Linked DNA regions of Ovis aries: region 1 is linked to region 2. A link is a contact called in public Hi-C data. All regions are on one chromosome and are shown on one strand. Each heading gives the region's core, a stretch centred on a gene start, on an enhancer-like site or on the middle of the called end of the contact. The rest is flanking DNA. Distances are from core to core; before and after follow the strand shown.

What was found. A called contact is a pair of places that touch in the nucleus more often than the background predicts.
Region 1: a Hi-C map of mixed tissues shows a contact between it and region 2, with 4 times the contacts expected there. The contact joins two enhancer-like sites. A contact is called at or near these places in 3 of 16 Hi-C or Micro-C datasets (hypothalamus, mixed tissues and muscle).

Annotation. Positions count from the first base shown.
Region 1 is chr3:127,744,397-127,751,541 of ARS-UI_Ramb_v3.0, forward strand. No RefSeq gene overlaps it. Among named protein-coding and RNA genes, the nearest start is that of TRNAW-CCA, 28 kb to the right of the region's middle. Within about 2 kb of position 4,450, at least 5 of the 54 cell types and tissues checked have an H3K27ac peak or open chromatin away from gene starts, as enhancers often do.
Region 2 is chr3:127,391,470-127,398,867 of ARS-UI_Ramb_v3.0, forward strand. EPYC (epiphycan) reads right to left here. Exons shown (of 7, transcript XM_015094588.4): 3 at 4,025-4,196. Among named protein-coding and RNA genes, the nearest start is that of CCER1, 24 kb to the left of the region's middle. Within about 2 kb of position 4,057, at least 3 of the 54 cell types and tissues checked have an H3K27ac peak or open chromatin away from gene starts, as enhancers often do.

The sequences.
Region 1 (7,145 bases), core at 3,200-5,699, 350 kb after region 2:
GCCTCTGTACTAATCCTACGTTCTTCAGTTGCTTTCAGTCTCTGGCTTCCCAGGTGGCCCCAGGGGTAAAGAACCTGCCTGCTGACACTAGAGACGCAGGTTCAGTCGCTGGGTCAGGAAGATCCCCTGGAGGAGGGCATGACAACCCACTCCAGTATTCTTGCCAGGAGAATCCCATGGATAGAGGAGCCTGGCAGGCTACAGTGGCAAAGAGTCAGACCGAAGCGACTTAGCAGCAGCAGCAGCTTTCAGTTCAGAGGAGAAGCGTGGGCATGCCAACAGCCTTCACCATCTGGAATTTTTTTTTTTTTTTTTTAACATCAGACATACTATCCTCTTTTCAGGTTAATATGTCTAGCCTAAAATCTTACCATTACAGAAAATTATGTTGGTGGAGCTCTTGAATTATAGCATAACAACAATTCATATGCATGCAAAAATACCAATGTTTAATTTTCCAAATGGCAATGATAGAGTGTGTTTGTGCTAAGTTGCTTTGGTCATGTCCAACTCTTTGAGACCCCGTGGATCGTAGCCCGTCGGGCTCCTCTGTCTGTGGGATTTTCCTCTGGGCACTTGGCTCTCTCAGTACATTTTCATAAGAAGCCCAGGAATTAGGCTGCAAGATTTCCTTCTTCAATTGTGCCATTCAAGAAAATCTTATATGTTACCATTCAGGTGGTTTGCTTTCGATTTCTGCTTCAAGGTGGGTAACAGAAGAGTGATATGTGAGCATCCTTTGCGGTGTTCAGTTTGCTTCAAGAATATACTACAGAAACGGAAGGAAAGTGAAGTCACTCAGTCGTGTCCGACTCTTTGCGACCCCGTGGACTGTAGCCTACCAAGCTCTTCTGTCCAAGGGATTCTCCAGGCAAGAATACTGGAGTGGGTTGCCATTTCCTTCTCCAGGGGATCTTCTTTACCCTGGGATCGAACCCAGGTTTCCCGCATTGGAGGCAGACGCTTTAACCTCTGAGCCACAAGGGAAGCGTCTAAGGTCTAACACAGTTTAATGCAATGCAGACCATATCAGTCAATACTATGATGGCAGGGTAAAGTGTCCAGTTCTGCAAGGAGGGGGCAGAGTATTGCTCTACGTTGAGGACTTCTGGATTAGAGAAAAAGAGCTGCCGGTGGGAATCCCACCTCCTTTTTATTTTCTAACCAAGGGTCAAAGTGCAGGAGAAAAATAGACCTGATCAAGCAAAGGAATTTCACTGGAGTGGGGGTGTATTTTCCTGAATAAAATTATTTAGACGATAAACTATTCTCACTGAGAGAGTTGAAAGGAAGCTTGCTGGAAAGAAAATGGGAACCTTTCACTCTTCTGCACCAAGGAATTAGTAAAGCAAGTGAAGTAGTGGAAGATGGGGCATTATCTGTAAGGAGGTGCCACAGGCCTGCCTATGGGCCAGATCTCAAATTCCACTGCAGAGCCCTGATCTGAAAGACAAGGCAGGAAAAAAAACCAGAACAAAACAAACACTTTGGGAGAGGGTGCTCTACCCCAGGAATGTGCCTGGGGAAATAAGCAGTTAACCTCAAAGGAGCAATTCACATTCAATCACCTGATTCTGGGAGAACAGAGGGGAAACAGGGCTCACACTGTCTGAAGTTTCTCTGAGAGAGGAATTTATTGTCTTGGAGTGGTGGTTTAGTCTCTAAGTCATGTCTGACTCTTGTGAATGCATAGACTATACCCTGCCAGGCACCTCTGTCCATGGGATTTTCCAGGCAAGAATACTGGAGTGGGTTGACATTTCCTTCTCCAGGGAATCTTCCCAACCCAGGGATCGAACCCACATCTGCATGGCAGGCAATTCTTTACCAACTGAGCCATCAGGGAAGCCCCCTTGTCTGGGAGAAACCAATTCAAGACATTTTCCTACTGTCAATGAAAGTTGAACATCTAGAGAACTCTGAAATATTTTGCAGGGGTGCAGGTTTTCCAGGAGATATGCAGGGATAATATTTTTAAATATCTCATACTATTTGTTTATTTCTCTTAGTAATTCATTTTCCTGCTCTTCTCTCCTCCACGTGGAGTTGAACCCAGTGTTTCTAGAGAAAAGTATGATTGGGCAGAAACTAGAGGAAAAAAGAGGTATCTTTAACGTAAGAAAGATACCAAGCATTTCTTTCTATCATTGGGAGAGCACTTGTTTAGAAAATATTTTCCCAGATAGTAGAAGAAAAGGAAAGACAAAGAGGGCAGAGATAAAAAGAGTGATAATGTTGGGGTTCTGTTTATGGGATTGCATGTGAAGGGGCCACATTGGCAAGAATGTAAAGAGCCATGGTACAGAGCTACCCATGAAAGACACTGTTTGTATTCCCAGGGGTTGTAGGGAAACTGATTCAGCATATGGCCAACTGCCCAGCCTCATCCCCAGTAGGGACCATACACAGAGGCTGCCCTGGGTCCATACTAACTTCTGCAGGCGGATTCCCTTTACAATAGCCATATACAGATGAAGAGTTCCTGCGTCATCATGCTGGTGAAAAGACACAGCATCATAAACAGAGCGGTCGCCTCTCTTATCTACCTCCTCCTGCACTTCCCCAGTCACACCTGACTCCACACTACGTTTCTCGAACTGCGCATTCTCCTTTTCTATCACAGGCCATTTACAAATGCTGTCCCGGAGTCTGGAGCTCTCCTGTCACCTATCCACTTGCCCCTGCCACTTTCTCCTCTAAACATATACATGTTCAAGACGTTTATCCTTCAGATCTCAGCTGAATGGTGTATCCTTGGGGAAAATCATTTTAGTAACTTTTAAGAGCATTTAGATTCTTATGTACATATACATATACTAGAACTGTCATTCTTAACAGAGGGAAGCCTAGATTATAATTGTGCATACATTATTATTAGTATAATTGTGTGATTCAAGTCCCTCTGTCCTATTTGGCCCTAAACACACTGAGAACAGGGATCACATCTTTTTGGCAAACACTGTATCGCCAGCACACTACATAATGCGTGGCAAACCTGTAGCTGCTCAATAAATAGTCCATGGATGAATAGATGCATCTTTATCTAATAACGTCCCTGGCATGTATATAATGCACACACATTTATATAAAAATATATGTGCATATACATCTTGCTGCTGCTAAGTCACTTCAGTCATGTCCGACTCTGTGCGACCCCGTAGATGGCAGCCCACCAGGCTCCCCCGTCCCTGGGATTCTCCAGGCAAGAACACTGGAGTGGATTGCCGTTTCCTTCTCCAACGCATGAAAGTGAAAAGTGCAGGTTAAGATATGTTAAACAAATAAATTCATGAATGATTTGTTTAAGATGCTGTGTGATAAAATAAAATAAACATGAACTTTTCAACCAAGCAAGTTAGGGTTGAACTGCAGTTCTTCAACTAACTAAGTTTGGGGAAAATATCTTATAATTTTGAGCCTCAGTTTACTGACCTGAGAGAAAGAATAACAACTCTGAACATTGCTTGTCAATGTCAAATGAAATAATGTACAAAAACTGCCCAGGCTGGTGATTAGTATTAATATATACTAAGTGCTCAAGAAATCATGGCTACTGAAATGATTAAATTAGTGTAAATTAGGATATAGAGGTCAGTTTAGCTGAGTTGCCCACAAAACAGTGCTGGATACATAAAATGGATTCAATAAATAGGATAAACAAGTGAATAAATGCATGTTTAGAATGACTGGAAATCTCTATTGTATGAGCAATTTATTTTTCAAGTTTCCTAGAACAATGCAGAATCCTGCCGCTAGGGGTCAATAAATAGACACTGAAAAAACAAGGCCTCCGATTCCTAGATTCTGATAACTGATGTAAAATTTTTTTGTAAAAAATATTAAGGCATGACAAATATTTATGTAAACAAAGTAATGTGCTCAGTCAGTTATTCAAAAGTTCTCAACTATCTAACAGTTATCTATCAAGTAAATCATATATTCACAATCTTTCTCTTTCTTCCTCCCTCCCTTATTTCTTTTCTTTTCTCCCTAACTGACCTCTCTCTCTCCCCTCTTTCCTTCTTCCTTCATATTAGGAAACAAAGAACAAAACTTTTACCTGAATTCTCACTATAACTTTACAAGGCATTGTTGTTGTTCAGTTGCTAAGTCACATCCGACTCTTTGCAGTCCCATGGACTGCAGCACGCCAGGCTACCCTGCCCTTCACTGTCTTCCAGAGTTTGCTCAAACTCATGTCCATTGAGTCAGTGATGCTATCTAACCATCTCATCCCCTTCTCCTTTTGCCTTCAATCTTTCCCAGCATCAGGGTCTTTTCCAATGAGTCGGCTCTTCACATCAGGTAGCCAAAGTATTAGAGCTTCAGCATCAGCCCTTCCAATGAATATTCAGGGTTGATTTCCTTTAGGACTGACTGCTTTGCTCTCCTTGTAATCCGAGGGACTCTCAAGAGTCTTCACGCCCATGCATAAACAAGGAAGCTAAGGCTCTAGAGCTGGCCAAGGACTGGGCTAAGACTGTGAACTTTCCACTCTGTCTCAACTGCCTTCAGTTTGCACCAACTCCAATAACTGTTTAAAGGTCACTCCACCTATTTCTCATTGTGGTTCAACTTCCTTGATGTTTTCCCCCAGTTCATCCATGATTCAGATTTCTTCCATTTTCTTCTATTTACATCTGGGTAAAGACTTCTCTCTTCTTTGGCTCTGTATTTAGAAGGCATCCTCAACAATGTCTGATTTTAGCCTAGATAAGGCTTCTGTGTTACATGCTATATTAATTTGCTACAGCAGCCATAACAAAGGATCACAGGCTCTCTGGAAACTATTAATGCAACTTCAAGAACAAGATATCTGAAGGGTTGGTTTTTCCAGACCTCTCTCCTTGACTAATAGATGGCCATCTTCTCCCTGTATCATCACATCGTCTTTTCTCTGTACGTGTCTGTATCCAAATGTTCTCTTCTTATAAGAACACCAGTCATACTGGATTAGATTCCACACTAATGACTTCCATTTAACCTATTTGCTTCTTGAAAGACTTTATCCCCAAATACAGTCACATTCTGAGGTACAGAGAGTAAGGACCTCAACATGTGAATTTTGAAGAGACATAGTTCGGCTCATAACATAAATCTTCCCAGCACCCCAAAATTTCTCAATTGCACTTACCATAACTGTAATTATTTACATGTGGAATTCATCCTAAATGTCTCCTACATACTTGTAGGCTGAAGGTTTCTGTAAGGGCAGGAATCAGTTATATTTGATAACCTTGGTATCTGCAAGTGTACCTGGTACCTGGTACACAACACAGAGCACATTATCTTCTTTACGTTGCTATTAATATCACCCTCTTTATTATTGTTTCCAACGTAACTCCAGTTTCTAGCACAAAGTGGCTGAGTAAACGTTTAAAGACACGTAATAGCTGGCAGCTGAAAAGAACGCTCTGAACATTTTTTTTTTTCCTTTTTAATTAACTGTGCACTTTCTTAGAATGCCAACCCACTGATGAGGCCATCCTGTCCTGGCCACACATCTGCAGCAGCAAACAGAGGAAGGATAGTTCGTACAGTCAGGTGTGCTTCATGAAAGCTAATTCGTTGCCGCATTGTGTTTTTGATGGCTCACTAAGTACACAAACTGCTGCTCTGTGATCACTGGCAGGCGGCCTGTAGCTCCAGACTCAGTACCGCCCGGGAGCCCAGGCCCTGGAGCTGCCTGCCTGGCTTGCCCTGCTGCTCTGCTAGCTGCACTTCTCTCTACCAGATGGGAGTTTATGCAGCAAGGGTGCATTGGACACCTGTTACCCACATTCCCTATCTTTCTAGACTTTTCTCCAGTTACTGAACACCCTGAATTTCCCTGCTTGAATTCCCTGACATTGCTTATGGGGTTTGCATAAACCCCTTTCCCAGATCCATCCTATTGAGAGGACCCCAGACCTAAGAAGGGCTTCCCAGGTGGCTTAGTGGCAAAGAATCTGCCTGTCAATGCAGCAGACGTTCGATCCTTGGGTCAGGAAGATCCCCTGGAGGAGGAGATGTCAACCCACTCCAGTATTCTTGCCTAGAAAACTCAGTGGACAGAGGAGCCTGGCGGGGGTAGAGTCCATGAGGTTGCAAAGAGCTGGGCACAGCTGAGCATGAGTGCGAGGCCAGATCACTAGCCTAAGAAATGGCCAGTGATCCCTTATGGTGCAACCTCAAGAGCCAGGTTTGGAAGGAAAGGGGGACAGGGCATGGTCAAAGGTCCCTATGTGATCTTAGTTCTGTCTCCTGAAATATAGGGGCAGGCCTGGATGCCATTGCATATTTTATATTCTAGTGTCTCACCTAACCAATTATACTAAAATCCACAAGAAGTTTTCCCAAGATGCAGCCCCGGGAAATCGTATGCCTCTCTGGAGTCAGAGTTGTTGAACGTGTTTGTTGCCTAGAGTCAGTCAGGTCTAAACCTGAATACCAAATCTACCAGCACCATCTGTGTGCCTTTAAACAAACTGCTTAAACTTTCTGAGCTACAGTTTTCCAATGAAAAATAGATTTTGGGGAAGTTAAATATGATAATATGTTTATAACAAAATTTTGTGATGTTTTCTGTTGCTCTGGAGTTGATTGCTAGAAACCAAAGCTGAGGAGCAAGAGGTATTATGTATCCCACACTAACAGAAAACATCAGGTAACTAGGTATCCACAAGTGGGGCCCAGTACCTCTGACAGGGTATTTAAAGAGATGGCCAAACCCTCTCTGCACTCCGTTTCATCACCCTAACCCTCTTCCTCAGCATAATCCCGGCAAGAGTAATTAAAGAGGCCTGAGGAAGGCATGAAGAAGTAAAATATAGCAATTGAAAAATGCATACAAAGAAGACAAGCAGTAGGAGAAACACTGGTAATGAAATGTGGAAAATGACAGAGCTGGTGTTCTTAATGAGTCATAAAGTAAATGGCAGCATGAGGCACTGTTTGCATTTCAAGCAGAATCCTTCCTTTTTAGGCTATTGTACCTGCGTCTTTTTCCATTCATGCTGGGCACACGCACTAAGTGAAATGAGGTCTCATTTTTAGCCCCTGACATTGAGAACCCAGAGAGAAGGTGAAGAGATCATCAACCACCTGGGAAATAAAAGGACGAAAAACAAACAAACAAAAATTCAGTGAAGGAGGACATGAGTAGA
Region 2 (7,398 bases), core at 2,807-5,306:
GTCAAAGCCTTTGCCATAGTCAATAAAGCAGAAGTAGATGTTTTTCTGGAACTCTCTTGCTTTTTCAATGATCCAATGGATGTTGGCAATTTGATCTCTGGTTCCTCTGCCTTTTCTAAATCCAGCTTGAACATCTGGAAGTTCTCAGTTCACCTACTGTTGAAGTCTGGCTTGGAGAATTTTGAGCATTACTTTGCTAATGTGTGAGATGAGTGCAATTGTGTGGTAGTTTGAGCATTCTTTGTCATTGCCTTTTTTTGGATTGGAATGAAAACTGACCTTTTCCAGTCCTCTGGCCACTGCTGAGTTTTCCAAATTTGCTGGATGTGGATGGAAATGTAAGTAAAACAGGTATGGCGTGGATATGCTGCTGCTGCTGCTAAGTTGCTTCAGTCGTGTCCGACTCTGTGCGACCCCAGAGACGGCAACTCACCAGGCTCCCTCGTCCCTGGGATTCTCCAGGCAAGAACACTGGAGTGGGTTGCCATTTCCTTCTCCAATGCATGAAAGTGAAAAGTGAAAGTGAAGTCGCTCAGTCATGTCCGACTCCTAGCGACCCCATGGACTGCAGCCCACCAGGCTCCTCTGTCAATGGGATTTTCTAGGCAAGAGTCCTGGAGTGGATTGCCATTGCCTTCTCCAATAGCATGGACATAGATGTAGGTAAATTATGTGTCTGAAAATAGAAAGACCAAAGAGCCGTTAACCCAAAGACTGTATTTTCTTTGTGTAGGAGGAAGCTAAGCTCTCTGATGAGTTTGAAGAGTCTAGGGAGAAGGAGAGAATGGTTGTGAGACGTGAGATGGATGGAGAAAGTCAAGTAGCCATGAGAGACAGAAGAAAAAAGTGATGAAAAACTTTCTTGGAATTGCTTGGTGATCCTCATTTGGCTGAGAGTTTGCTGATTTTAGCTTTGGAAGCCTCGTGTCTTGGGATCCCTCGCTCCCAGGCAAATCAAGACATTTGGTTGCCCTTGTTGATGGATCCATTTGTGGCTTGAGATCAAGAATTAGTAATGCACCTACAAAGGTCTTATTGTTGTTGTTGTTTAGCTGTTAAGTGATGTCCGACTCTCTGCAACTCCATGGACTGTAGCCCACTAGGCTCCAATGTCCATGGAATTTTCTAGGCAAGTATACTGGAGTGGGCTGCCATTTCCTTCTTCCTGACCCAGGGATTGAACCCAAGTCTTCTGCATTTGCAGGTGGATTTTAGTGATTTTAATTATAAAGTTAGGATTCCCAAGAAAACAATGTCATTAAATAGAAAAAAATCACTTATAACAACTTCAGGAATGAAAGTTATTTTAGGAATGGAAGTTTGGGAAAAATTTTTAAGAGAGAGCTATAAAATATTTAATACTTGCTGCTGCTGCTAAGTCACTTCAGTCGTGTCCAACTCTGTGCGACCCCATGGACGGCAGTCCACCAGGCTCCCCCATCCCTGGGATCCTCCAGGCAAGAACACTGGAGTGGGTTGCCATTTCCTTTTCCAATGCGGCCATGCTAATTTAGCAGTAATTGCTTAGAGTAATTATATATAGGCATAACAATTGTTTTTAATTCTAGTTTTTTTTTCCACTTATAACTCAAGCCTACTCAATGTAGCTTCTGAGTATTATTTCTAGAAATTGATATTTATAGTAACAGATAATGTTTCAGTTTTTAATGTTTTAAATATATCCAAACTATTTGACTTAAATAAATTTACGATTTACATTTAATTTTTAAAGTTTAGATTTTACTTTTGTGCAAACTAAAATGTGAATTAAATTTTTAATTTCATTACTTAGACTCCTTAAAGAAACAAATTTTTTTAAGGCATAGTTCTTCTTACATTGTTTCACGATTTACATTATCGAGCCATACATTTTACTAGAGCTTTTCAGAAGACTGGGCATTCTTACTCCTCTTAATCTTGGCACATCGGGTAATTCCAAATCAGTCAACTTTTGAAAGCTCTGAAATTACTTAAAAGTAAGTAATGTTCTAGAGATATTTAATTTCCCTGTTTTGAGGACTTTCTACTGGGCACGCACATTTTGTTGTTTTTATTTTTTTATATATTTTTTCCTGGTTCTGTTTTTAGCATGTTCTATCACCCCACAGAAAGTTGACTGTGTGGGAAGAATACGATGTATTCATTAAAGGCAGGATTTAGCGGTTTCTGCCTTCATTCCAGCACCATTACGTACGACTTCCATGATCTTGGACCACTTTCACGGTATTTGGAATTTTAGTTTGCCTGTTTAGAAAGTGAAAATAATAATAACTAGCACGTACTTAGTACTATCGTGTCTCTTCAAAGACACAAAATAAAACACTTTGCTGCTGCTGCTAAGTCACTTCAGTCGTATCTGACTCTGTGCGACCTCATAGACGGCAGCCCACCAGGCTCCCCCATCCCTGGGATTTTCCAGGCAAGAACACTGCAGTGGGTTGCCATTGCCTTCTCCAAGAAAACACTTTAGGGACTGGCATATTGGCAGCATTTCACGAAAGACAACTTTTCATATGACTGCTTAGTGAATAGTGAGAAACTCATAGAATCAGAGAGTACATTGGTGATTACCAGGGACTGGCGGGAGGGGGAAATGGTTTCAGGTGTGTAAAATGAATTATATTCTAGACATCTGCTTACAACAGCGTGCCTACAGTTAATGTATCATACACTGAACAATTTATTGACAGTAAGAAAAAAAAAATTCTCTTCTATCAATGATAATGAGAATCACTACCACTGATGATGTTTACTGTGGGCCAGGCACTAAATTTATTCAGTTAATCCTTGTAACAACTCTATGAGGTAACATCTGTCACTGATTACCCCATTTTCTAGATGAGGAAACAAAGGCAAAAAAATATTGAATGCTTTGCTCAAGACTGAATATCCAGCAGATCTGAAAGTGGGGATCTGAATGCTCTTTCCTCCCTTTCTTTCTCTCAGTGCGCTCTGTACTGACTTTTTCTTATATTACCTATAACGCCTACTGTCTCTAAGTTGGTTCACATGTCTGTCTCTCTGTACTAGACAGAAATATCTGTGAAAATAGTAGTCATTTAAAGATGTTTGCATATCCAGAACTTACGGTACAGAGACATTCGATGCTAAGTAAACCTTCTCAATGGAAACTATTCGTTTTTTTCTGCACCCCCTTCATCAGAGCACATATTTTCTCCATGTGTGTAAAAGTATTCTAGTGTGAGTCCACTTGAATACCTCCCGAGGTTGACACTGACAAATTCTAACATGAAATATAGACAAACTGTAGGCTCACATTTAGCACCAGGAATTCCTTTTATCACCCCAAAAGCCCTGATTTACATAATGTTCAGGTTCTACAAAGTGGAGTCCAATATTATGGAACCCTGTCTTCCCTTTTCCTTTCTCTGCCCCTGGAATTGAGTGGAAAGGCAGCCTGGTTTCCGCTAAGAACACACTCAAGAATCAGAACAACTTTGCTTAAAACTCAGTGTGTGAAACTAATGTTCAGTGATCTCTGGAAAGTTCCAACCCTTTCTGAGCTAGTTTCCTAGGTAATAATATAAAAAAATGAATACTAATAACTTCACAGGGAGGTTGTAGTAGTCACATGAGGTAATGTGACATGCTGAGCCTTATGGCCCCCAGAAAGTGTGTGCTCAGTCAATGGAAAACATTATTACTATCATCACCATCATCACTTATCTCCTAGAAATGCTGGAACTTGATCTCTCAGCCATGGATTCGGATCTTGCTAACAGTGTATCCTTTGGTCTAGAAATGCATTCCACCACAAAGCTTTTTGAATTATGATGCCAAATATTTTCACCCCAGATCTTTGGTTATTTGATCATTTCCATCATGCCAAAGCTGAATTATTAAAACTGCTTTATATTTTAACACAAAATACACATGTATCCCCTGCTTCAAACCTAGCCTCTACCAAAGCTCTCTCCATGTGGGTCCCTGCAGAGTTGGAACTTGGCAGTTTTGAGAAAGAGACAACTGAACGTCATTACAGTCCAGCCCTGATGGACCTGACCTTCATTGGTCTGTGGACCCAGAACCCCGGTGAATTCAGGCTCTTGTGGGGAAGAACCATCGATCAGCCTGGGGGTAGATTCCTCTTCCTCTTCCTCTTCAGCCTCCTCTGGCTGTGGGGGCGGAGTGAGGAGCTCTCTGTTTCCAGAAGGCATCACTGTCGCTATTTCAATCTAAAAAAGAAGCAGAATTTCATCAGGCAACCTTCTCAATCACCCTTTGTGGCCGTGACACAAATTAAAAAAAAAAAAAAAAAAAAAATGTATCCATCTTTGCCACAAGAGGGCGCTGGTGTCCTGAAGTTGAACACTGTGACGCCTGCTTGCCTCTGAAGGCACATGCGGTTCCTGTTTTGTTTTTAATTAATTTTGTTTCTCAAATCTTAGTAATAGTTTCCAGCGCCTTTTTAATTTTGGTCTTATTGCTCTTTAAAACACCCGCGTGTGTTTATTTCATAGGATTAAAAATAACCTTGTTTATTGTTTTCTAAATACATAGTGTTGCAAGAATGCCTTATTGTGAAAGATTCTGAGAGTAAAATCCGAAATTCCCCTTCCTCCTGCAGCCCCAATTCTACTCCCAATAAGAAATTGATGTGTATTTTCAAGTCCTTTTAATCTTTGATTTTCTAGATTCAAATATTCTGTTCCTTTACAGTGATTTACACTTCCTTCGGTTGCATTTTTACTGAAAAGTAAAAGGCAACCCACTCCAGTACTCTTGCTTGGAAAATTCTTTGGATGGAAGAGCCTGGTAGGCTATAGTCCAGGGGCTGCAAAGAGTCAGACACGACTGAGCGACTTCACTTTCCTCTCCTTTATCCTTTATGCTAAACTACAATATGTAAAAGTATGAAAACTACATGATTTGATCATGGAATGCCATTTCTCATATGTTTTCACTATTATTTGAATAACAAATATTACCAATAATATCGGGATATTAAAATTGACCTTCTTGAGAGCTTTGACAATACAAGGCACTTTTATAAAATTTGGAAACCTAGTCAAAGATGGCTTCTATTTTAGATTATTCTTGATTTTCTCTTCTTACTTCCATGCTTTATGCAGTGAGTTTTTGATTCTAAGAACACTGGCACTTAGAAGAGCCCCTTACTCACCTTTCTTCCCTTATCTCAGTGTCTGTTTCTTTGTTGTCATTTAGTTTGTAAATTGTGTCGGACTCTTTTGCAACCCCATGGACTGTAGCCCACCAAGCTCCTTTGTCGATTGGATTTTCCAGGCAAAACCCTGGAGTGGGTTGCCATTTCCTTCTTCAAGGGATCTTCCTGATCCAGAGATTGAACCAGGGCCTCCTGCATTGGCAGGTGGATTCTTTATCACAAACCACTAGGGAAGCCCCTGTTTCTTTGTATCCCTTAGTAAATCCCTACCACCCTACCCTAACTTCCTGCTGACCTTGCAACTTTGGGTGAGAAATTTGCTCAAGACAATTGGTTGTCAACATGTAGGAACTGGCTCAGAGGTAAAGAATCCACCTGCCAAGCAGGAGACACAGGAGACCTGAGTTCCATCCCTGGGTTGGGAAGATCCCCTGGAGGAGGGCATGGCAACCCACTCCAGTATTCATGCCTGGAAAATCCCGTGGACAGAGGATCCTGGTGGGCTACAGTCCATGGGGTTGCAATCAAATACAACTGAGTGACTACACCAGCTCACAGGCTTATGTAGGAATCATCCTTAGAGGACTAGTTTTTTCAGGGCACCCTAGAATTTCCAAAGTCTCCCTTTATCACCTTGATTTTTTTAATCCTTCTTCATTTGTTTTCATTAAACACATACACAAATTACTTTCTAACTTACTTAATGTCAACATGATATGCAAGCTACTACTTTCATGTTTGAAATATGAAATATGTAAAATAAATACATAATTACACTAGATACTTTCTGAGTATTTTAGATAGATGTTTCAGATTATTTTAAAATTTTATGATAGACTTATGATTTAAGGTCACTTTTATGCGCTTGAATACATTGCTTCACAAATGAAAAGTATCCCTTTAAAGGAAACTAAACTATTTTTTGGTCAATTTATTTTTCTGGATTGTGTCTCCTTCTGTGCATCTGTAGTTTCTCCATTTCACCCCCTTCCTGCATTGTATGGTATTGATTCCATCGGTTTTCTGTATGGTACACTTTGAGTTAGGTCTTCTATCTTTGCACCTCAAGGCTGTAGCATAGTAGGTGGTCAACAAGTGCTTATTGTTTATAATAAAAAAAATATTTGCTTGTCCAAAATATATCTAATTCACAGCTCCATGCTTGGTTTTAGACATTTTGCTAAGAAAAATCAACACAGGTATTAAAGCTTATTTTACTGCATTTAAAGCATGAAAGCAAACGTAAAGCAAATTACAGTATATTGGGTGCATTAGGAAGCCATACATGAAGATATTATAAAACATGTCCAGAAATCTCTGCCTGAGAAGCACACTTCCTTAAACAGAGAAACATACGGTTTCCATCTGCAGGGTCAGAAGGAGGCAGTTTCAGAAGGAATGGATTTGCAGAGAGACCAAAAGGAGGTTCTGGGAAGAACGGAAATTGAGACAGATGTTTCATGGAATGGAGGCAGCCTAAAGGGAGAAACACATTCCAGACACGTTGCCTTGAATCTTTAGCTTTGTAGAAAAATGTTTGTGCATGCTTTTTTTTTTTTTTACAGATAATTGTTTTTCCACTGATTTGACGTGAAGCTGTAAGATCTCAGTTGTCATTCAATATAATGAGGCAAAACAGCTTTTATGTTTATCAAAAACTGTTTTGTTCATGCTTCCTTGCTAATAAAATGTGAATGTTGAGCAGCTTTTAAGACCGATGGAAAGTAATGCATTTTCAGTTCAGCAAAGTTACAGAACTATAGCCTCAAAGTACTGTGCCCGGAGAGACTTTTGCCCTGCAGATGCATTTATTCTCACCATTGGATAGGAGTGATTTAGGGTTCTGTCTTCTTTTCCTCTTTAACAATTTTCATACCGTGATATGAAGCGGTGAGGCAATGCATGCAGGAAAATGAGGCCAGGAAGACGTAACCACCTGGCTCTCCGAGTAACAGACTTTTATGCTTAATGCTGCAGAAACCTAAATTTGGGAAGAAACATAAACGGCCAGAAAATACCCCTGCCCCCTTTCTCAAATGCACACATAACTGAGCCTCTGATATAAATATTCTTTTGGAGTTTTTCTCCCCTCTTTTTCATTTCGCCTTCTTATTTTATTCAAACTTGCTCCCTACTGAGTTGACTTTGGATCTGATCATTATATTTCCCTAAATTTAAAGACACAATACAAGGTTTTTCCCACGTGTCATTACTTCTTGTGCTTATCTTCTTGACCCAGTACCAGTAGGGAA